Linked DNA regions of Rattus norvegicus: region 2 is linked to region 1. Evidence: chromatin contacts called from public Hi-C data. All regions are on one chromosome and are shown on one strand. The core of a region is the stretch at or near the end of the contact, and the rest is flanking DNA. Distances in the headings are between cores, read along the strand shown. Region 1 has its middle 88 kb from the start of Ctxn3. Region 2 overlaps LOC134483032 (a long non-coding RNA gene).

The links. A called contact is a pair of places that touch in the nucleus more often than the background predicts.
Region 2: a Hi-C map of psoas muscle shows a contact between it and region 1, with 1.8 times the contacts expected there. The contact joins two enhancer-like sites.

The regions. Positions count from the first base shown.
Region 1 is chr18:53,214,646-53,220,659 of GRCr8, forward strand. No RefSeq gene overlaps it. Among named protein-coding and RNA genes, the nearest start is that of Ctxn3, 88 kb to the left of the region's middle. Within about 2 kb of position 2,311, at least 15 of the 93 cell types and tissues checked have an H3K27ac peak or open chromatin away from gene starts, as enhancers often do.
Region 2 is chr18:53,317,691-53,323,704 of GRCr8, forward strand. It overlaps LOC134483032 (a long non-coding RNA gene), which reads right to left. Exons shown (of 2, transcript XR_010059847.1): 2 at 642-4,305. Among named protein-coding and RNA genes, the nearest start is that of Ctxn3, 190 kb to the left of the region's middle. Within about 2 kb of position 3,516, at least 6 of the 93 cell types and tissues checked have an H3K27ac peak or open chromatin away from gene starts, as enhancers often do.

The DNA of each region.
Region 1 (6,014 bases), core at 1,061-3,560:
TAGAATTTATCCTTTGAGAAATCAGTCTTATTTAAACACAATATTATCACTTGTACTTTGCATTGTGATGTCATATAACCATATTCTTCTTAAAAACTCATTTCCAAGCTTGCTTATAATAAACTTTGATGCATTCATCCCCTCTGTTAGCCTCCTTCTCCCTCCAGTCCTCCTTTCCCTTTCAGATCCTAATGTCCCCCTTATATTCAAGTCTCCCTTCTTTCCTCCATGCACAGGATAAAATATGCTGCACTTTGTGAGACTGACTTATATGACAAGCCACAATGATCTCCAGTTCCATCCATTTTCCCGTTTATGGCATATCGTTCTTCTTTATGGCTAAATAAAACTCCACTGTGTATATTTGCCACATTTCCTTTGTCCATTCATCAGTGGGCAGCGAGGCTGACTCTAGCTTGGCTATTGTGAGCATCATTGCGATAAACATAGATGTGTAGGCATCTCTGAGGGATGCTGACCTGGACTCCTTTGGGTACAATAACCAAGAATGGTATAGGTGGGTGGAATGATAGTTCTGGCTTTGTTTTCTTGAGGACCCCACAATGCTGACTTTCACAGTGTCTACACTCATTCACATTCCTCTCTGTAGTGTGCAAGTGTACCCTTTGATGGAATTCTCACATTTTTGTTTCCAGGCAACAAACTGTTAATTAGTATAATTTACCCGTCAATTGTTTTTTAGTGTATGTGCTGCTGAAGCGAGCATGCCTGTCAATTTTTTAACCCTCGAGAGTGTTCATTGTTATGAGGAACACAAGTATGCAGTGTCTGCATTCTCATGAGTCAAACTCATCCCAGTTCTTCCCTTCCCGTCCTACAAAATGAACAATGACCGACTGTATTTTGCCTTCTTAGGTCTTCTGGAACTTGGGGTACCCCTCCAGTCAAATCTTCATGTTGTGCTTACTTCTAAATTTATTCTTAAGTTTTATTTTTTTCATTTGGTTAATGAAATTGCTTCTTACTGAGAAGTTTGCCTTTGTATAAGCTTTTTCTCTTAGTCAGTGAAGGGAGCCACTGGGATGCTTAAGAAAATAGGGGAGAACAGCTTGTGCCTGGGCGCATGCGCAGGTGCAGACCCTGCATTTTACAGTTTCCTGGGGCTTTGCTGCCCCTGGACTGTAGGATGAGTCCCTCATACTGTCTTCATGAAAGCCCTTTGCTTCCAGTCTTCAGTAGCAGTCTCTTTGGCTTCGCTTTACATCACAGAGCGTCTCTGTCTTACACATTTAAACTTCTTGGTTGGGGAAGTTCGGGTGTTTGGAGGAAAAGAACTAAGAAATGGATTAACCGATCTTGACACAGATTTTTAAAACTTTTCTCTTGATATCCAACTCCAGGCAAGATGATTCTCCCCGGCAATGGAGCCAGCTCCACATACTTCTGTGTGATAGTTTGGCCTCTTGATGATTTTCCATTTCTGAAAAAAAAATGTCCTGCAGCACGGGTTTATTCCTAAGTATGAATATCCAGGGACCGCCTTCGAGGCTGCTTTTTTGAGAACATTTGAGCCCACTAAAGTATCATTATTATACATATACGTATACACTTGTAAGTACACCCTGCTGAGATCACTCAGTGTTGCTCATGCGTATTTAGGGCTGATCTCTTGGGATTGGTGAATCTTTGGGGGCAGGGGTTATCCTTGAAGAAGACTTGAGACCCTACCTCACAGTAGCCATTGATTGCCTGTAGTTCTTCTATGAATAAAACCTCTCAAGAATCCCTCACCTACTCTGCTATGTCAATTGGTGGTGTCATTTTTCAGGTTTTGCTTAATCAACCATATGGTTGCGATTTTGATACGACTCCTCTATCGTTCCTAGAAAACACTGTCTCAGTGCTCGAACTCTTAAAATTTTTCTACTCCTCTTCTGGGATGTTTTCCTGAGATTTAAGTTTAGGGCTTTTTGTGTAAAATGTATCAGTTGGGGCTCGACATCACACAAGTGTTTTCTGTTTTTTGACAAGTTGTGACTCTACTCTTAAAATTACTGAATCACTCTGGTGTAAGGAGGACTTTGGGCTCCACATTGCCTTTACCAACACTGTTCTAGGCCTAAGATATTCATTCATCCCCTACAGGCAAACTTTGGAGGGAGCTACGCAGCTCTACAGGGCACACTTTGCTCTAGAAGCCAAATCTCTTGTGTCCTCGAAACCTCCCTCTGTCCTTTATCCTATGGTGGTCCATTGATTTCAGTGGCGGAGGCCCAGGATTCTGCATATAGACAAACTGAATGGTTTTGTTTTAAATGGCTGGTTCCTCTTACCACCAGATGGCACTCTAGTATTACCAGGGAATGCACGTGCTAAACCGGTGGTTTCATAAACCAGAGGAGAAAAACAAACCTGTTGGAGTATATAGGACCACAATTTTCTTTGTAGGGTTGATCAGAAACATCTGCCCAGCAGGAGCATCAGCAAGAAAACAATACACACCCAAGGAGATCATAACGCTTGCTCTGATTGGAACCTTTCTGCTGTAAGTTTTCAAACTGATTGTGAATTGTGGTTGCCACATTAATGGAAGAATACTTAGGGCATTCTCAAGATTCAGTGTCCCGTCTGTAACTTATTGAGGCCCAATTCTCTATTCATCCCATAGCTTGTAGAATGTAACTTTAGAGTAATTTTAAGCAGTTTATTTCTGCTGGCTTAAGTCTTCTAGGTAGGCTGTGTGGGAAGAGCGATGTCATTCTTAACTACGGCTGTCTTTGCTCAGGTGTCTCTCAGAACAGACAGGTGAAGATCAAAGGGTGCATGAGTCTCTGAATTCACATGACCTTCCTGAAGGATGAATGTTCAACACATAGCATACAGGTGACACCTCCCATCAGGATGTGAAACTTTGATCGTAACCTCTTGAAGAACAAAAGTTGCAAATTAACCAAATTCTAACAGGGGCCATTTTATCCCCATATTCTGAGGTCATTCCTTGTTCCAATCTTTTGCCTTCCTTTTCAACTAGGTTGTTCCTATAAAACTCTATTTTGTTAATAGTAGGAAGAGAAGATTGGTATGAGTCTATGAACTAAACTGAGCCTCAGTTCATAAAGTCGTTTATAAAAAAGGTCCTACCAAAACAAACAAACAAACAAAAAACAACAAAAGCGCCTTGATTTTTGTTTTAAAGGGAAACTCACCAGACAGTGGACAGACAATACTTACTTTGGAACAACTGGAACACTTGGAGATTTGCCTGAAGGAAGCAGAGGAAAAAGCCAAAGCTCTATTGGAACAGGTAATGCCTATCATGGGGCCTGGAAATGTCTACTGCCAGAGAACAAGTGTAAATGCTTTAACTTCAGACCCATCCACACAGCACAAGTGTACACACACACACATAGGTGAACACGTACACACATGCGCATGAACCTACGCACATACACACATGATGCACATGAACCTACACACATACACATGACCACTCACAGGCCTACACACAGGGACACACACACACACACACACACACACACACACACATACACGTACCTCCTTCATTTCCATCAACACTTCTTTTAATCTACAGAGAACTTTCAGCCTTTGAAACTATGTTTTTCCCATTATATTTTATTTGGTTTTCATTCACTACAAGCTCCTCGGGAGTCCAGTGGGCCTTTGCTAAGCACATGGTTTCCCTGAGAAAGCAATGCGTACTTGCATTATAAACAAATAAACTAAGAGGTAGATGAAACCTAGCAGAACCGCACAGATTCTTCTGGAATTGTTCTAAGGAAGTTGACTCTGCAGAGGGGTCTTCAGATAATGGCTTCCTTTCGGGGTTTTCTAGAACCGAGCAAAGCAGGTCATAAGCGGTGCTTGACCTATGCGGATGCCCTGGACATTGCACAGCAGACGCCCTCTGTACATGACTTGATTTTAGGGACAGAGGATGTGGGTTATCAGTGATTCTCAACCAGTGTCTCTACCATTTCCTAATAATACTGTATTTGGGGGAAAAAAAGAACTAACAAAACCAAACCACAATCAAAATCAGTGAACTCTTTGTTGTGGTGGACTCAGAGTAGAAATCTTCCCAAGTTGGGTCATCCTGTGCGACACAAGGTCACCCCTAAAGACAGTGAGTAGAGGGCAAAGGAGAAAAAGCCCCAAATGACAGAAATCTGTATTAATTTCTCATCATCATGGACTGGGGACAGAGTTAGCAAGAGGCTATTTCATGAGGCTTTTAGATTAGCATAGGTATTTACACATTTGAGTCTTACAGGAATGTTTGAGGGACTTGGAAGGAGGAGAGGCTTGTATGTTATGAGGAGAACTTTAATTGACATGCAAAGGAACCCACACAGCAGCCTTCATTTTCTTTTCACTCTACAAGAAAACTGAGTCCTCTGGGGGCTGCTTACTGTGTACTGACTAAATATAATCGATGCTGTGGCTTTCCCAGGACTTTCCCAGATCAATGAAACTGTGGTGTTCCCTTGGGAAAATGTTCATTGCAGATCCATGCCCTGTTGTTTTCCTGAAATAAACCCCAAATGATAGCAAAACCATGAATTATATAGAAAATAACGATTGACATGAGACTGTCTCAAACTGCTCCCCGTGGAAAACTAGAGTTTCAGAGCAGCTTTGAATACATAACTAAGAAACACCTACACTAAGATGTCTGTTTATTTTACAACCAAAAGCTTTTTATTACCAATTTTCTCCCCCTACTCTCAGAGACAGGTTGTTGCTATAGACCAATTGGCCTCAAAGTCACTATTCATTCAATGTTGACCTCAAATTCATGGGAATCCTCCTGCCTCAGTCTCCCAAGTCATGGGATTAAAAGCGTGTCTCAATAATCTCAGCTCTGAATTTTTAAAATAAGTGAGATTCAATTTATTCATAACACTTGTTTTTCATAAAGTATTTCTACTCGACACAAATAACTCCTAATACTTGAATTCTTAACTGGGAGAATTATTTGTTATTACAGTAAGCAATTAGCTATAGTTTTTCAGCATTTAGAAAATTAAGTATCTACAATAGAAATGAGTTTCATCCAAATTTTTTGTACCTACCATAGTAAAAGGCTAGTGACCTGCTTGGGGAAGGAAGGTAGACAAGCAGTTTCTCAAGCAGCTCACAGAGAACAGAATCGGTGCACAGGCAGAGAGGGGACGTGGGTACTTGTATGGCTCCGGTGAACTGCGTGGTAATATTAGGTTTTGGAGTCTGAGTTACAGTCTTCACATAGTTCTCGACATTTAAGACTTGTATGACCAAGAGAATTTAGCTAGAAGCTGGCAACAGTGTGAGGAACAGAAAGAATGATGTATAAAACACATGATTGTAAAGATTTCCAATATTGTGGTTTTAATTAATTTGGGCATTTTATTACACTTGGCTACCTCTACTACTGCTGTGGAAACAGATCAATCAAACATAAACATGGCTCCCGAAGTGTTCAACCCTGATGCTTCTGCCTTCTGCTCCGACCTTGTCTTTGAGACGATAAAGGACTTAGTTGAATCTAGAAATACCTAGTGGAAGTCAGAATTAGTTTTGCACGAATTTTAGGTCCTATAACTTGCAAAATGGGGAGTTTCAGTAGTTAAGTGTATAATCCACACTGGCTGGGAAAGAAACCTCATGATTCCATGCAAGGGTTCGCCCACAGGAAGCCAGGAGGGCACCTCAGCCTTTCCAGGCTATTGTTTCTGTCCCGTAAGGATGAGGCTTAGACAAGACACAGAAAGAGCCCAGCATGGCTTCCGTAAAAGCTTATTAGCAGACGGAATGAAAAATGGCAGAAACAAGCAGGGGAAAAAAAAGCACAGTGCTTTCATTTCTTTTTTTTTATTATTATTATTAACTTGAGTATTTCTTATATACATTTCGAGTGTTATTCCCTTTCCCAGTTTCCGGGCAAACATCCCCCTCCCCCCTCCCCTTTCTTATCGGTGTTCCCCTCCCCACCCTCCCCCCATTCCCCCATTGTCCCCCTCCCCCCAACAGTCTAGTTCACTGGGGGTTCAGTC
Region 2 (6,014 bases), core at 2,266-4,765, 100 kb after region 1:
AGATTCCTTTGCTTTAACTAATCTTTTTCTGTCTAAAGCTGAAATTGGCCCACCCACATTACCTGGACTCAGGTTTGTGGGAATATCTTTATATGCAAATTAGTGGAGCTGTCCCTTCTTTCAGAGACACACGCCTGGTTACATAAGTGCCTTAGGGTGTGCAAGCATATGGCTGTTGAGTGCTCCTGCAGCTTTTGTGACCAGCATCTGGGTCTTCCCCACAGATTCTCCTCTAGTCAGTCTCCATGGGGCTAACCAGGAAGCCTAAAATGCAGATTAAAATCCCAGTCCAATGACTTGGAGAGAAACTTGAGCCTGTATGCTTTGTAAATCCTCCCCCAGTGTTTGAGATGAAGACAAAAGAGAGAAAATCTTGGCATTTCTATTTTGAAAAAGTAGATGAAAGAAAGACTACACTGAATTAATTTGCCTCACAACAATCTTCTATGTCTTTCTAACAACCTCTGGATGGTTATAACATTTTGTCAGTTTCCTAGTCTAGTGTTTTAGATGAAGGCTGCATAATGACCCCGGCCTCACCGCTATCATTAGGTTTCCATTTCTAAATAAAACAAGTATCAGGCACAATGGCAGTCTAAACTGATTTCATAAGACAGGGGAAGGCTTTAGGTCACACTTACAAGGAAAAGCTACTTTATAAATCTGTCATTTAAAGCAATCATCACAAAACTACTGGATGAAATATAAGAGAAACAATTTAGGACACTGGTAGAAGATATAGTGAGAGGAGACCCTATGAGCAAAAGCTCAATAAAAGCAAAACCAGACAAAAGAGACTTTGCTAGAGTTTGGGTGTGATTTGTCCCATGGAGTTACAGCAGTTGAGAAATTGTTCTTAATGTGGTGATGTTGGGGGATGAGGGATCTTTTGTGGGGCCCTTGAATCACTGGCAGCACATTCCTCAAAGGAATTGGCAATGTCCTCTTAGGACAGTAAACTAATCCTTGTGAGAAGGTTGTCATAAAGCAACAAGCCTGGACACTCCCCTTTGGCTTCCTGTCTAGTGATGTGATTTCTCCTTCTTGCACAAATTCCCACCTTAATGACACCATCCACCATGAAATTTTCCGCAGAACGGAGCAAACTGATATCCTCGACCTTTCAAAACTATGAGCTAAATAAACCTCTTTTCTTTATAAAGTACCCAGCCTTTAGTCATTAAGCTATAGTTAAAGCAATTATGAAAATAGGATTAAGTCAAACTAAGAAGTGTCTTCAATGCAAAGAAAATAGTCAACCAGTAGTTGACAGCAGAATAGTTAGGCAACAGAAAAGAGGAAAATATTTATAAACTATTGATCAGATGAAGGAGTAATATGCAAAGAACTAAAAAATCTCAACAGCAGAATACCCCAAATAATCCCATTAAAATGGCCAAATAATGGAAACAGACATTTTCTCAAAAATGGATATGCAAATATGTAAGATACAAAATGCTCAGCACCGGCAACCATCAGGAAATGCAAAACAAAATGGGACAGCAGTCGTCTCGTCTCGTTTATAATAACTTTACTAAGAAAACAGATAAGGATAAGAAGGAAAGGAAACCCATTCACTGTTGGAAACAGTGTGGTGCCTCACGTACGAACACAATAATATGTTGCCTAGGAAACCCACCACTGATGTGCGCCCAAAAGAGGCAAAGTCGTTGCACCAGTGAGGCACACGTGCTTCCGTGGTGATACAAGCACTACTCTCAAGAGCCAAACCATGACATCGTCCAAAGTATTTGTCAACATATGGATTGATAATATTAAAATGTTAGAAATATACCCAATTAAATATTATCCCACAATAAAAAATAAAATCATGCCATTTGCTACAAAGTGGAGTGAAATAAACCAGCTATGGCAAGACCAATAATTCATATTCTTGTTCATATGTGAAAGCTAAAGACATGGGCTCAGAGACCAGAGAGGGTAAAGAGGAAGACTGAGTAACAAGAATCTTAAAAATACAGTTACATGAGAGACGTAGGCTCCAGTGGGCTACAGCACAGTAGGGAGAATATAGTTTTTAATAATTTATTATTCAACAAGAAAATAGAATTTTTGGAGTTCAAAACATAAATAATAAATAAAGTAATGAAAATACTAATTAGCTTCATTTGATCCATGTACATTACATACATAAGTCAAGAAATTAGCATGTCATACCCCAAATACACACAACTAGTGGTCGGGTGTGACTGTACATGCCTGTAATTCTAGTTCTCAGGAGACTGAGGCAGAATGATCTGCACAAGTTCACATGTATGCCAATAAGAATTACCAGAGTCATGCAATGAGATCTAAGATGACTTCTAAGTCCTTTCCATTTTAAAAACATTTTTAATTGATAATAAAGTAAAAAATAAAGTATTTGTGAAAAATTCAAATGAACTTTATAACAAAAGATCATGTTTCAGTTCATCTATAAAATTATTATAATTACTATGCTACTATGATCACTATTTCAAGAAATATTCTCTGCGAGGAAAAGACCAAAAGGCTTCAACCCTCTATAAAGAACTATAAGCAACTAAGGAATGCTGAGAGTGGGATAAATAGTCTTCCCCAGGGAAAAGCACATACAACAGCAGCCCTAAATCAAATGATCAACCCTGAAAACATACAAGTAACATATGTAAACTGAGCAGGTTACATTTAGGAATATACACACACATACACACGTATGTACATATGTACATATAATATATGATACATGCACTTACACATATATATTCATGTACAAATACAAATAAACATACACATACATGTGCATATAGGTATCAATGACAATGAAAAATAGATCACAAATTTGAAAGAAATCGGGTAAGTGGAGAGAGGAAGGGGAAGAGAGAAATGTGGTTATATAATCTCAAAAATATTTCTATGGAGAGAGAGGAGGGAGAGAGGTCCCCTACTCAATGCAAACAGTGGAATCAATCTATGTGCTTAGAAGAATCAATGGCTAAATAAAATGTCACCTAGGGCCAAATGACTTATAGTGCAAGGCTCTGGTACAAGCCTGGCAATCTGAATTTGATCCCCGGGACCACATAAAAGTAAGATTATTATTTTACATACAATTGTTCTCTCACCTCCATGCATATGGAATGCACACCTCCCAGTATGCACACACACACACACACACACACACACACACACACACACACACACACACACAAAATATTAAAGAAAAGAAAGCACATAACCTATTCAGGCCATAGAATTTGACTCTTCTTGAAACATGACGAGAATTCTAATCTGTGTTTCAGTATGAATAAGCCTTGAAGATAACGTGCTAAGTCATGATCTTATTTACTTGCGGTACCCAAAATAGTCAAAATCACAGAAACAGAAAGAGAAATTGCAGCTCCCTGGGGAGAAGAAAATGGGAAATGGAAGTTCTAGGCTTTGCAAGATGAAATAGACCTGGAAGTTAGTAGCCCCGTGACACCTCTATACTTGACATTACAGCACTATATACTTCCAAGTATTAATATCATGGGCACCTGTGCTCTCCATTGGAAAGTGAAGTACACCAGTGACTGAGGAGACTAATTGTCAGCTTACGTACAACACTGCGGAACCGAGTAAGAGCAGACAGAAGTTAACGTCACATTTGAACAAAATAAAGGGGTATCTTGTTCGTCTCTTCATTTTTTGATGCAATAAAAAGTATTTCATGTGCATATCCTGAATTTTGGCTTCAGAAATGCTTGACTGGTTGATTCTGTGTCAGCCTGACTCCCATCCAAGAGTGTCAGATTCAGTCTTTGCTACCGAAGGATCTATTTCTGGGCACCATTCTGTCAGGGTAGTGTTGCTTTCACTATTTCAAAAGAGTATTTGGAAATTCAGGTCTAAACCAGAACTCAGCGAACATGGTTCCCGTAGTATTGCAGTTTGCTTTCTGTTACTATGATAAAACACCATGACCAAAAAAAAAAAAAAAAATCAACTTGGGGAAGAAAGGATGCATTTCAGTTCACAGCTTACAGTCCATCATCATCCAAGGAAGTCAAGGCAGAAGCTGGGGCAGAAACTGAAGCAGAGGCCATGAAGGAACACTATGTACTGGTTTGCTCCTCATGCCCTCTCAGCCTGCATTCCGACATCCCAGGATCACCTGCGAAAGAGTGGCCCAGCCCACGGTGGACAGGGCCCTCCCACATCAATCACCAATCAGTGTTCATAGGCCAATCTGCTGGGAGCAAGTTCCTCATTTGAGGTTTCCTCTTCCTCGGTGACGGTAATTTGTGCCGGGTTAACCAAACTTGACGGACACATATCAGTTTTCTGGGTCAAGAAGAAAACAGGGAGTTTATCATGAGCCTGTTGTGAAATCTTCAGCCTGTTATTGACAAACAACTGGCGTGGTTATCCTACATCTTACTATCTCAGACTCTGGGAAATTGTGACATAACAAGTTAGAGATGTGGCAAGTGGTACTCAGCCAAGTCCACACAGTCCCCTCCCTACTGTTATCCTGGCACATCTAAGCTGAGGGTGTGTGGATGAGAACAGGCATCGAGACCTACAAGTCTTGGTTCCTGTAGTTAATGACAGATCTTTACCAAGGAGTTCAGACTCGCGTACCATCATCACCCTGTTAGATTTGTAATGGAATTAAGAGGAGGCGCCTCGTGGTGAATGAATTAACAGGCCAGGCAGACCCTCGAGACCCACAAAGCCAAGGAATAGCTTCCATCTGATGAGTTGTTTTCTAGCAGGAGCATTTGTTTAGACTTGTTAACATATGCAATCTGAAACTTGCTAATACCTCCAAAGCCAAAGTTTACATCACCCCCACGTCTTCCCTCCCTTCCACGCCTCATACTCCAGCCACAGGTGTAGAGCATATTTTTATCAGGACCTACTGTACAAGCCAATTCACACACAGGACAGATGCTGAAAGTAACTTGTGTTAAGCAACTATGCATAAATCCCAACACCCAGAAATGTGGTTTTAGATACAAACCAGAGAGTTTCCCTAAATAGTATTGCATGCATTTATCGCTGAATGTTGAGACCGTTTTGTCCCAGTGCTGAGCTGTGTCATCAGAGAAGAAATAATAAGGAAGTAGATCTAATGAATGGCAAGCTAGAGTGACTTCTTCCCTCACCCCTATTCCTTGTTTTCCACAGTCTTTACTTTTAAGAAGTCAGACCTCTTGGACTCATGCTGGCCATGAATCCTGGGCTCATTTCATTCTCCTTTTTGAGTCTCCTGAGAAAATGGGGCTCCAGATGTGTACCACACTGCCCACAATCACCCCTAGGACTCCAGATGTGCATCACACTGCCCACAATCACCCCTAGGACTCCAGATGTGCATCACACTGCCCACAATCACCCCTAGGACTCCAGATGTGTACCACACTGCCCACAATCACCCCTAGGACTCCAGATGTGCATCACACTGCACACAATCACCCCTAGGACTCCAGATGTGCATCACACTGCCCACAATCACCCCTAGGACTCCAGATGTGCATCACACTGCCCACAATCACCCCTAGGACTCCAGATGTGCATCACACTGCCCACAATCACCCCTAGGACTCCAGATGTGCATCACACTGCCCACAATCACCCCTAGGACTCTAGATGTGCATCACACTGCCCACAATCACCCCTAGGACTCCAGATGTGCATCACACTGCCCACAATCACCCCTAGGACTCCAGATGTGCATCACACTGCCCACAATCACCCCTAGGACTCCAGATGTGCATCACACTGCCCACAATCACCCCTAGGACTCCAGATGTGCATCACACTGCCCACAATCACCTCTAGGTTTAGGCAACTCTACTTTCAAAGAACACTTGCAGTCAACCTGGTAAGAAGTTTTTAGCTCCTTGACCCCTGTGAAACTATTTTTGTTCCAGATCCATTAGATTAAAGCAACTGAAAATTAAAGAACTAACAAATTACTCATTTAATTGCAGCTATTAAGTGGATGACTTGCAGCTTTTATGATAAAATTATGTGGCATGATGAGT